Linked DNA regions of Zea mays: region 1 is linked to region 2. A link is a contact called in public Hi-C data. All regions are on one chromosome and are shown on one strand. Each heading gives the region's core, a stretch centred on a gene start, on an enhancer-like site or on the middle of the called end of the contact. The rest is flanking DNA. Distances are from core to core; before and after follow the strand shown. Region 1 holds the start of LOC103650768 (hexokinase-3). Region 2 has its middle 81 kb from the start of LOC100277443.

Region 1 (4,458 bases), core at 1,582-4,081, 95 kb before region 2:
ATCTCATTTGTGAGAGCTCTGATGGCTAGTGCATCTCATTTGCGAGTGCATTAATGACTAGCTACACCACATCACCAAGCCAGCTCTAATGCGCCACTTCTCCACACCTTTTCGCACAATCTCAAATAAACACAAATGGCACATGCAAACTTATATTGTACAAGGGTCATTGAGTTCCATGGTAAAGTTGGACAGCTCAGCTCATATGGTAAGCTAATGAAAAGCATAATGCAAAAAATGCTTTTCAATACACAATGCTGCACAACCAAATGTCTAAATGCAAAAAATGGCTATATCTCCATCCCAGAAACAGCAGAATAAAATACAAAAAATGTTAACGGGAATTAATTATGGTTGTAAAATTGGGGCTCACAAACCGAGGAAATTGAACACTAACAGCTATGGCCTTGGATGGGCCTAAACAGAAACAGATAGATGCAATATCTGGGAAAGATTCAAAAAAGAGGCAGTGTGGTTTCATGCATTTCCTAATGAGGGTATAATATTCCATAGCAAACATGTAATTGATCAAGATAAATCATTCATATCAAGTTCAATCATACTTGACAAGCACAAGGCGTGAAGGCTATGCAAACCAAGAAGAAAATGCTCCATTCCCGTCACGAAAACAGACAATTTTCACAAGAACAGGCAATGGCTACGAACAAGAAACACAGTGGTGCTAAAATCCAAACATGTGACAGAAGCAAAAGAACAAAAGGCCAACCAAATCAATGTGTATCCCATCTGTCACGCAGGTTGTTCTACTATCATGCTAAGCTGTTGCAAGAGCGGCTACCCAAAACCAAACAATGGACATAGACATATGGTAACAAAACTGTGTGGGCTTGAGGTTTCATTTGGCCTTCAAATTCCGATTGTTTAGCACGGTATTAGCTGGACTGTGAACAGCACAAGCAACCAGCCTTGAACAAGCAACAGTAGAGCATCCCGATGCAGTGGGACACAAACGTTTCTGCATTACGGGTTACGGCTCGACATCATCGTCACCAGATATTCTTGCACTCCAAAAGGTGCCTCCCCGAGCAATGATTCCAGTCTGACAGAGAACGCCCCAGGCCAACAATGCCATGGTGGAATACAACCTGGCGCCTGTGAACCCCAACGCCGGGGGCATAAAAGCGTATAGGTAGATCCATGTCCCAAGAGGCCGAGCTCCGCGCCCCCTTTTATGGCGGCTTCCGGCCACCAAACCTCTCCATGAATGCAAGCGTCAACCCAACAGCGCTTGCCCCAGGTGGCTGCCATCCGCCGAGGTTGTGGCGCTGCAAGTGCGGGCGGCATCACGCATCTGAACTGTTCAAACCCACCAGAGAGAGGGCCGATTAGACTAGACGCGAAGGCCACAACTCCGGCGGAGAAGAACATGGTTTCTGTCCCGTTCCAACAAAGATGGATGGCAATAGCGACTTTTGTGACGTCGTGTTTGCGGGAATTCCACGAGGAAAATCTACCGAGGTGTGCGCGGCATTATTCGGAATCGAATAAAGATGGCGACTTTATACAGGAACATAATATATCAGCAAAAGTAACGGCCCAAATTCGCTCACTGTGGGATGAACACATCAGAAAGGCAGGGACCCAGATTTGTTCACCATTGCGGAGCAGGGAGATGAGTGTGAAAGGATCCTCAACTTAGCATCGACAGATTCGACACGACTAGTACGACCCTCAATGCAAGCAGCATTGGGCGGTAGATAAGTTTTTAAACCAAAACAAACCAATCAGAAACCTTAAGCGGCGAAAAAAAATCGAATCCGTACATTTCGCACGGACGCCCAAAGGAAGGCGAGAAATGCGCGTCGCTCCACAGCAGCTGGGAAGGCAAAGGAAGCAGCAGAAGGAACCAAGAAAAAAGAAATCACATTTATGTACGCACAGCGGGGTAAAATCGGAGGCGACCAAGACGGCAAGATGCAAGGGTATGATCCAACTACCAGCATGTCAGTCAGTTACGACGGGGTGTTAAAAAAAAGAGGACAGGCTTTTTTGTGCCCGTTCTAATCAAGAATCAGGAGGAGGGGGGAAAGGGAGGAGCTGGGGGGCGCTTCAAATCATATGGAATCGCGAGGCCGCGCACGGCGGAGGACAAGGGCCTGCAGGCAGTGAGGTGGGGTGGGGGGGGAGCGGGAGGCGCTGTGCCGTACGTACCCGGCGGGGAGCGCGTCGACGAAGGTGAGCAGCATCTTGAGCTTGCTGCCGCCGTCGGACGCGAGGCCGGCGTGCATCTCGACGACCATGGCGTCGACGACCTGGCGCAGGCGCGGCGGCGGCGTGGCGCAGCCGTCCTCGAACTCCCTGAGCAGCGCGACGGCGCGGCGCCACCGCGACCGCGCCGCCGCCCGGCGCGCCACCAGCGCGGCGGCGATCGCGCACGTGGCGGCCGCGCAGCCCGCCGCCACGCCGAGCCCGACCCGCCCCATCCCCCCGGCTCCAGGCGCACGGCGGCGATCACGGCAGCATCCCCGGGGGGCCGGGGGCAGGGGCGGTCGCTACCTCCCTCCCTCTCTCTCCTGGCGCCCGCGCCAGCGCCCGCACCGCACGCGCGCGTGCCCGGGACGCGGCGCCCTGGCGGCGGCGCGCGGCGGAATGGCGGGCGAATGAGACCGGCGCGAAGCGGCGCCGAGCGGGGGTGTTGAAGGGAGGAGGAGGGAGGGGCGGCTAGTAGTGGGGGAAAGGGGGGAGAGAGAGAGAAGGGGAGGCGCGGCGAGGCGAGAGGGGGAAAGAAATAGAGAAATAGGGGAGAGGGGCAGGGGCAAGCGAAAGGGAAGAGCGTGGCCTGGCGCTGGCCTTGCCCGTTTTATTACGCGCCGGAAGTTTTGCGATTTGGCCCCTGCTCCAGGCTAGGCTATATAGCCTAGGCACAGGCAGCGCCAGCCACCACCTGTCTGTCTGCATTTCCATTTTTTTCGTACGTTTGTGGAATGCTTCTTTTTTTTCCCGTGCCCGGCTTTGACCTGCTGGAGACCTGGAGTGTACTTCCCTCCCCGCTTTGTTTTGCTCAAGACAACGCCAGAGGCCAGACGCAGTGCTCATGTGTTGTTGTTGTATATATATACTACTACAGATCAGCAGTAGTATATGGTTGTATTATGCGTTTGGTTTTGTCACGCTCGATGGATGATGCGATCGACGGCCGTCCATGCTTGTGGATTTTGTTCCAGTACGTGGCGTTGGCAACAAACGCCACGACTTTTAGAAAAAAAAAGCTGATGGCGTAGCCTAGCCTACTGTACTCCACGTGCTCTTTTCTTTTCATTAGGTTAACGTTGACGTGTTCTCTTGAGGCCTCTCTCTCTCTCGCGTACTACCTACGTCAATGTCGACGGCGATCGCATCGCAAGTGATGCGGGTGTCAGCAAGCAATGGCGGCGACCTGGCAGCAGAAGCGTCTCCGGGTGGGTCAACTTAACCAAATCGGCGGCGGCGGCCGGCGGCGCAGCCAATCAGCGAGCGAAGGCATTGGCGACGGGAAGTTGCATAGGAGGCGCGGCCAGGCCAGGCCGTCAAAAAGGCGAGGAGGCTAGCGACCAGTAGGGGTGATCCATCCCGTCCTCGTATGCGCTCCGGCCGCTTTGCTTGCATAATTTACGCGAGAAAGAATTGCGGGGGGCGGCGGGGCTTTTCGGCCGTTGCGGGCGGGCGGGCGCAGGCAAGGCAGGGCGGTGGCGGCAGCGCCACGGGGCAAAAGACGCGGCCTGCGTGCGCGGCGATATGGGCGCCTTTGTTTGTTTGACCTCGGTCGGGGGGCCACCCCGGTCGATGTCGATCCATCCGGCGATAGCGACCCGGCCACTCCGCCCAGTACCGGGTTCGGGTCTGGGCGGTTCGGGTTCGGTTGGCACTGACGACCCGGGCGGTCAGCGGCGGCCGCTTTGACCGGGAGGGAGGAGGGAGGGACCAGCAGACCAGACCAGACCAGGCTAGCGTAGCAGGCGGCAGCTGCAGCTCGCCTCCCGCCGGGTCGTACGGGGGAGTAGATGGTGGAAATGAATCGGAGAGAGCAGGCCAGCGCGCGCGTGTCTTGTGCTCTGGCCGGGCCTGCTGTCGTCTGCCGTCGGCCCCGTCCCGTAGTACTACTAATCCTGGAATGCCCCCTGTTAAGCTTCGTGCTTCATTGGATTTGGGCCTACTCTTTTTTTTCTTGCTGCAGCGTTTGTATCTCACCTCGGAACCAAAACCCGAGGCCAAGGCGAACGGACGCGGGAGGCCGACGGCGGGCGCAGCCGCGGACGCGGAGCCGTGGACCGGATCCACGGAAAGCGCTGCCGCCGCGGATGGATGGTGGGATCCCACCCACGAACCACCCACCACCAGGGGGGGCCACGTTTGCGTTCGCGGGCTATTAATTGCGCCCGGCACTGTCGCGTGACGAGCACCTGCGCTGCGCTTGTGCGGCCGGCGGGCTGCCAGGGCCGGCCGCCCGCCCGCCCGCCC
Region 2 (4,357 bases), core at 337-2,836:
CGCGGCCGCCCGACGCTGGAGCACGAGTGTGCAGACCCGGCGAGCGCGGCCTCGGCCATGGCGCGACTCGGCATAGCCCCGCCAGGCGTAGGAACAGGCATAGGCGCAGGCGCGGGCGCAGCCCGGCTTGGGCGAGGCCGCGGACGCTCCCCGAGCGTGGGCTTCGCAACCATGGCAGTACAAGAACAGTAAACTCACTTGTCATCCCGCCCTTCGTGAAGACGTGCCATGATCAGCAACAACGGCCATCTGCGACGCTAGCGACGAAGAGTACGAGCGCCTGTGCAGACGGTGATGGAGAAACCGCTCGATGGATGCCCGGGCAGAACCGCTCGGTGGAGAGCAAAGGTGCTGATAACGTGTTGAAGTATACTCAGTGTTAACGAGATTGAGAGAGAAACAAATGACAGAACTGTTTGTATTCCACAGATCATTACACTTATATACAAGTGAAGGGATGTATCCCAAGAGGTGTGTCCCTTGGAAAAAACTGTCTCACCCCTTGGATTGATCGCATATGTAATATTTTTGTAACACTCCCTAGTCCCTCCTCATCCTCCACGCCGAAGTGGCGCCGGCAGAAATTTGAGCAGCAGCCAGGAGGCCATGCAGGCAGGTGCGTTGGCTTTTCCTGCCTGTTTATTACTGGTAGTAGTAATAGTAGTATTGCACACGCGGATGATTGATTGGCGCGTGTAATCCTACCGCGCGAAAGAACAATCGGCGCCTCACACCCCGTCAGCCGTCACGCAACGGCGCGAAAACTCTCTCTCTCTCTGTGTCTGTCTGTCTACAAAAAGAAGGGAATGGGAGCCGTTCGTTCGCATTGGGGCCGAAAAAAAGGGAAAGGAAGTAGCAAGAGGTAACGGCCGGATCAGGCAAAGAAAGATGAGTGTCTGAGTGAGGGAGTGACCTGCTGGGAACAGGCGGTAGTGGTCAACACGAGCAGCAGGGGAAAAGGGTAGGGTTTTAAGGTACGTCCAGGAGGGAGTTGCGCAGGGCAGCCCAGTGTCCAGTCCACGCAGAGGAGAGGAGAGGAAAGGAGGGGAGCACGTGGAAGGGGTGGTGGAGGAGCGTGGCCTCGTCTCCTGGAGCCTGGCGGGCAGGCAACAGGCAGCCAGGAGGAACAGCGGCAGGTCGTTGGGAGGGCGAGCCAAGACCGAGAGCGGCGGCTACGGCTAGGATGGGGATGGATGGTGCATGCGGCGGCTCCTGTTCTGCCCTGCCCGGAAACCGTCGGCCGCGTGCGGGAATTGGGGTCGGGGGCGGCCGGTGCACCGTACTACCGCCGAGGAGTTTAATTACAGCTCGCAGAGGCAGGGGTCGGATCGGATGGATGCCGAAAGTCGTCGGCGTGTCGTCGTTGCCCTGGACGATCGGGATCGCAACAGTAACAAACAAACGTACGGCCGGACCACACTGCATGTGTTGGGTGTCCGTTCGTCCTGGCGCGTCCGTGCTGCCAGTGTCACTGTGGCGTTCGGTCGAGCGGTTGAGGCAGAGGCAGAGGCAGAGTACAGAAAGAAAGACAGACAGGCAGGCAGGCGGCAGCTGCGTGCAGGCTGCAAGCTCGCACGCAGCCCAAGTACAGTACAGTAGGCGGTCAAGACTCAAGACGGACGGTCTCGTCTTCGTCTCGTCGCCAGGGATCCAGCTGTGCCGCACCACCGCTCCACGTGGCGCATGGTATGTATTCGGCCATTTGTTGGGCTTGCGGGGCCGGGGAGACAGGAACCTCGAACTGGGATCCCCCTTCCCCCCTTCCGTGTCTACGCGGGCGCGCACTCCCAAGCCGGCTTGCATCGCATGTGGTGGTCTGGTACTCTGGTCTCGCCTGGAGCCTGCCGGAATCCTTGCTGGAAAACACACGGCTCAAGATCGATGGCAGCTGGCATTGGCACGTGCCACTACTGTACGTGTACGTGGTGCTCAGAGCACGAGCACTGCTCTCGGCCTCTCGCACTGCTAGTCACTCCTGTAGTAGACACTAGACAGGCAGGCAGCCCGAGGGCCAAGGGAGTCCGCCGGTGAATGGTGAAAACTGAAAAGTGAGGGGAAGAAGGTGGTGAGCTGGCCGCTGGCGCTGGCAGCTGGACCTGGTAGCGTGGCAGGCCGCGGGGGCGACGGGGGGAATGGAGATGGTGGATGGACGTGGTTTCGGCCCGGCCGGCCAGCAACAGCAAGTACGTACAGTACAGGTACAGGCCAGCTCTTTGTCGTCCTCTGCCCGATGCGAGGCTTTTGTCGTCGGCTTTACAGCCATACTGTACTGTATACCATGGCCATAAGGACATGGATCGCCTCGACCGTCGGGCACCAAACCATTTGCATGCCAGCCCCACACAAGAACACACACCTACATGAACTACTACAGACAGCAACCAAGGCCCCGGCCCCGGCCCTGGCCCCGACACACACGCAGTGGCGGTCTTAACATTTTAGGGGCCCGGGACAAAGTTTCAAATATAAGCCATTCAAATTATTTTTAATATATAAATGTTACTAATCAAACACTTAAAATACATTTAAAAATATTTATATCAAATAATAATTAAATAAAAGGATATATATATTATAGTATCACCTTAAAATTTTCTTCTAACATGTTTAGATATTCATTAATTTATTGATGGACTATTGGATCACATAACTAAAATTAGGCCCTATGAATTTGGGGACCCCGGGCGATTGCCCCTCTGCCCCACCCTTAGGGCCACCACTGCACACACGTATATATATGTGCACTGCACCGAGTACGTACCCGATGCACCGGCCCACACGTGTAGAGCGTTTGAGCATCCAATGTACTGTTACGTATGAAAGCGCATGCATGATGAGTGTACTCTCATTCTCGTCTCATTCACGCAAGTCATATAATATACAGCCCGTCCGTGCACGGCGGCGCCGGCCAGTCCACGGACGGTCGATCCATCAATCCCGCGACCGCGCGTCGTGCGCCCCCTGGCCGGCCGGCCCTAGCTCACCGGCGCGGCGCAGGACAGACATTGATGCATGCATGGATCGGCCGGCCCGGCCCTTGTATTCAGCCATTCAGGACCATGCATGCCGCCGCGCCGCTTGAGGAAAAAGAGCGAGCCACGCATGCAGATCGCGATCAGCAAGCGCGCGCGCGGCTGGTCTGGCAGGGCTACTTGCAAGACTCCAGTGTCGGCCTGCCACCACCTTTCTTCTCTTCTTCCTTGCATTGCTTGAGTTGGGGCCGCCGGCCAGCTCTACCTACTAGCTCGATCTGCCGGCAGCCAGAAGTTGACATGTACCGCGTCAATTGGTTTAATTTGATTGGATAGGTATGCTGCATTATATGCATCCATGCATGTGCATGTGTATGGTAGCTAGCCGTACGTACGTACGCGTGTTCAGAACGTGTATATGCCCGCCACGATACGACCAAGGTCGTCGACGCATCGCATCCAACGTGAGTACAACAATGTCGTATATATATGGCTCGTCTGAGTCTAGCTGTCGTAGCATGCATTAGTCCCGGCGTCCTAGCACGCATCGTGCAGGAGGCGCGCGGCGCGACCACACAAGAGAGGACGCCACGCCACAGCAGTGAGCAGTGGAAAGAAAGCTCGATCAGCCCTTCTGTTCCAATGTGCCCACCAGCCCGTGCATGCATGCAAGCAAGCAAAAGGCAGCATGAGCCGGGCCAGGCGGGAACAACCAAAAGCTGAGGCCGCGCGGCAGGTACCAACTTTCTGTATATGTCGTGCTCTCGGAACGAAGCATGGGCACATCGACGAACCGGTCGATCGATGGCCATGGCCAAGCCATCGTCCAGCTAGCTAGTAGGTATATACTAGTAGGAGTGGCAAGCTGTGGTGGTGACTGGTGTGTGGGGCTGGGGCCTGGGGGACGGGCCATGCATGCAACCCATATATATGCATACAATACACACACCATGCATGCTTGGCACCACGCCACTGGGTCTTGTTGGTCACTGCTCCATCAACCAACAACACCCACATCTTGTCAAGGAAAACAACAACAACAACAACCTGCACTCAACGCAACGACGATCGACCGAAACAAAAACAAAAGCCTTTACCAACAACCACTTGGGCCTCGGGTGGCCCGTCTCTCGACGGCGACATGCCTGCCTGCCTGCCTGCTAGAACAACGTAACGAACTCACGATCTGGCTTGCTTGCTCCTCTCTCTGTACGTATACACATTACCACGTGTGTGTACGCAATACGTAGCGACATATGCGCATGTATAGCACGTACAGGAGCAAGCTACAGTAAAAGATCACTCGGCGGATCGGATATTCCTCTACCTATCTATGTCTATGTCTCTCTCTAGCGCGCGTTCCCTCTCTATATGCTCATTTGGTT

The links. Hi-C and Micro-C count contacts between places; a contact is called where the count stands out from the background.
Region 1: a contact with region 2 is called in a Hi-C map of endosperm, with 2.2 times the contacts expected there. The contact joins the promoter of LOC103650768 here to the enhancer-like site in region 2. A contact is called at or near these places in 5 of 25 Hi-C or Micro-C datasets (ear, endosperm, leaf and 1 more) and 1 of 3 datasets of contacts at active chromatin or transcription factors (leaf).

Annotation. Positions count from the first base shown.
Region 1 is chr3:154,276,264-154,280,721 of Zm-B73-REFERENCE-NAM-5.0, reverse strand. LOC103650768 (hexokinase-3) reads right to left here and starts at 2,831. Exons shown (of 9, transcript XM_008676343.4): 1 at 2,173-2,831. The coding sequence starts at 2,444.
Region 2 is chr3:154,180,545-154,184,901 of Zm-B73-REFERENCE-NAM-5.0, reverse strand. No RefSeq gene overlaps it. Among protein-coding and RNA genes, the nearest start is that of LOC100277443, 81 kb to the right of the region's middle. Within about 2 kb of position 1,586, at least 20 of the 20 cell types and tissues checked have an H3K27ac peak or open chromatin away from gene starts, as enhancers often do. A contact at or near this core is called in ear, endosperm, leaf and 1 more, where this site is marked.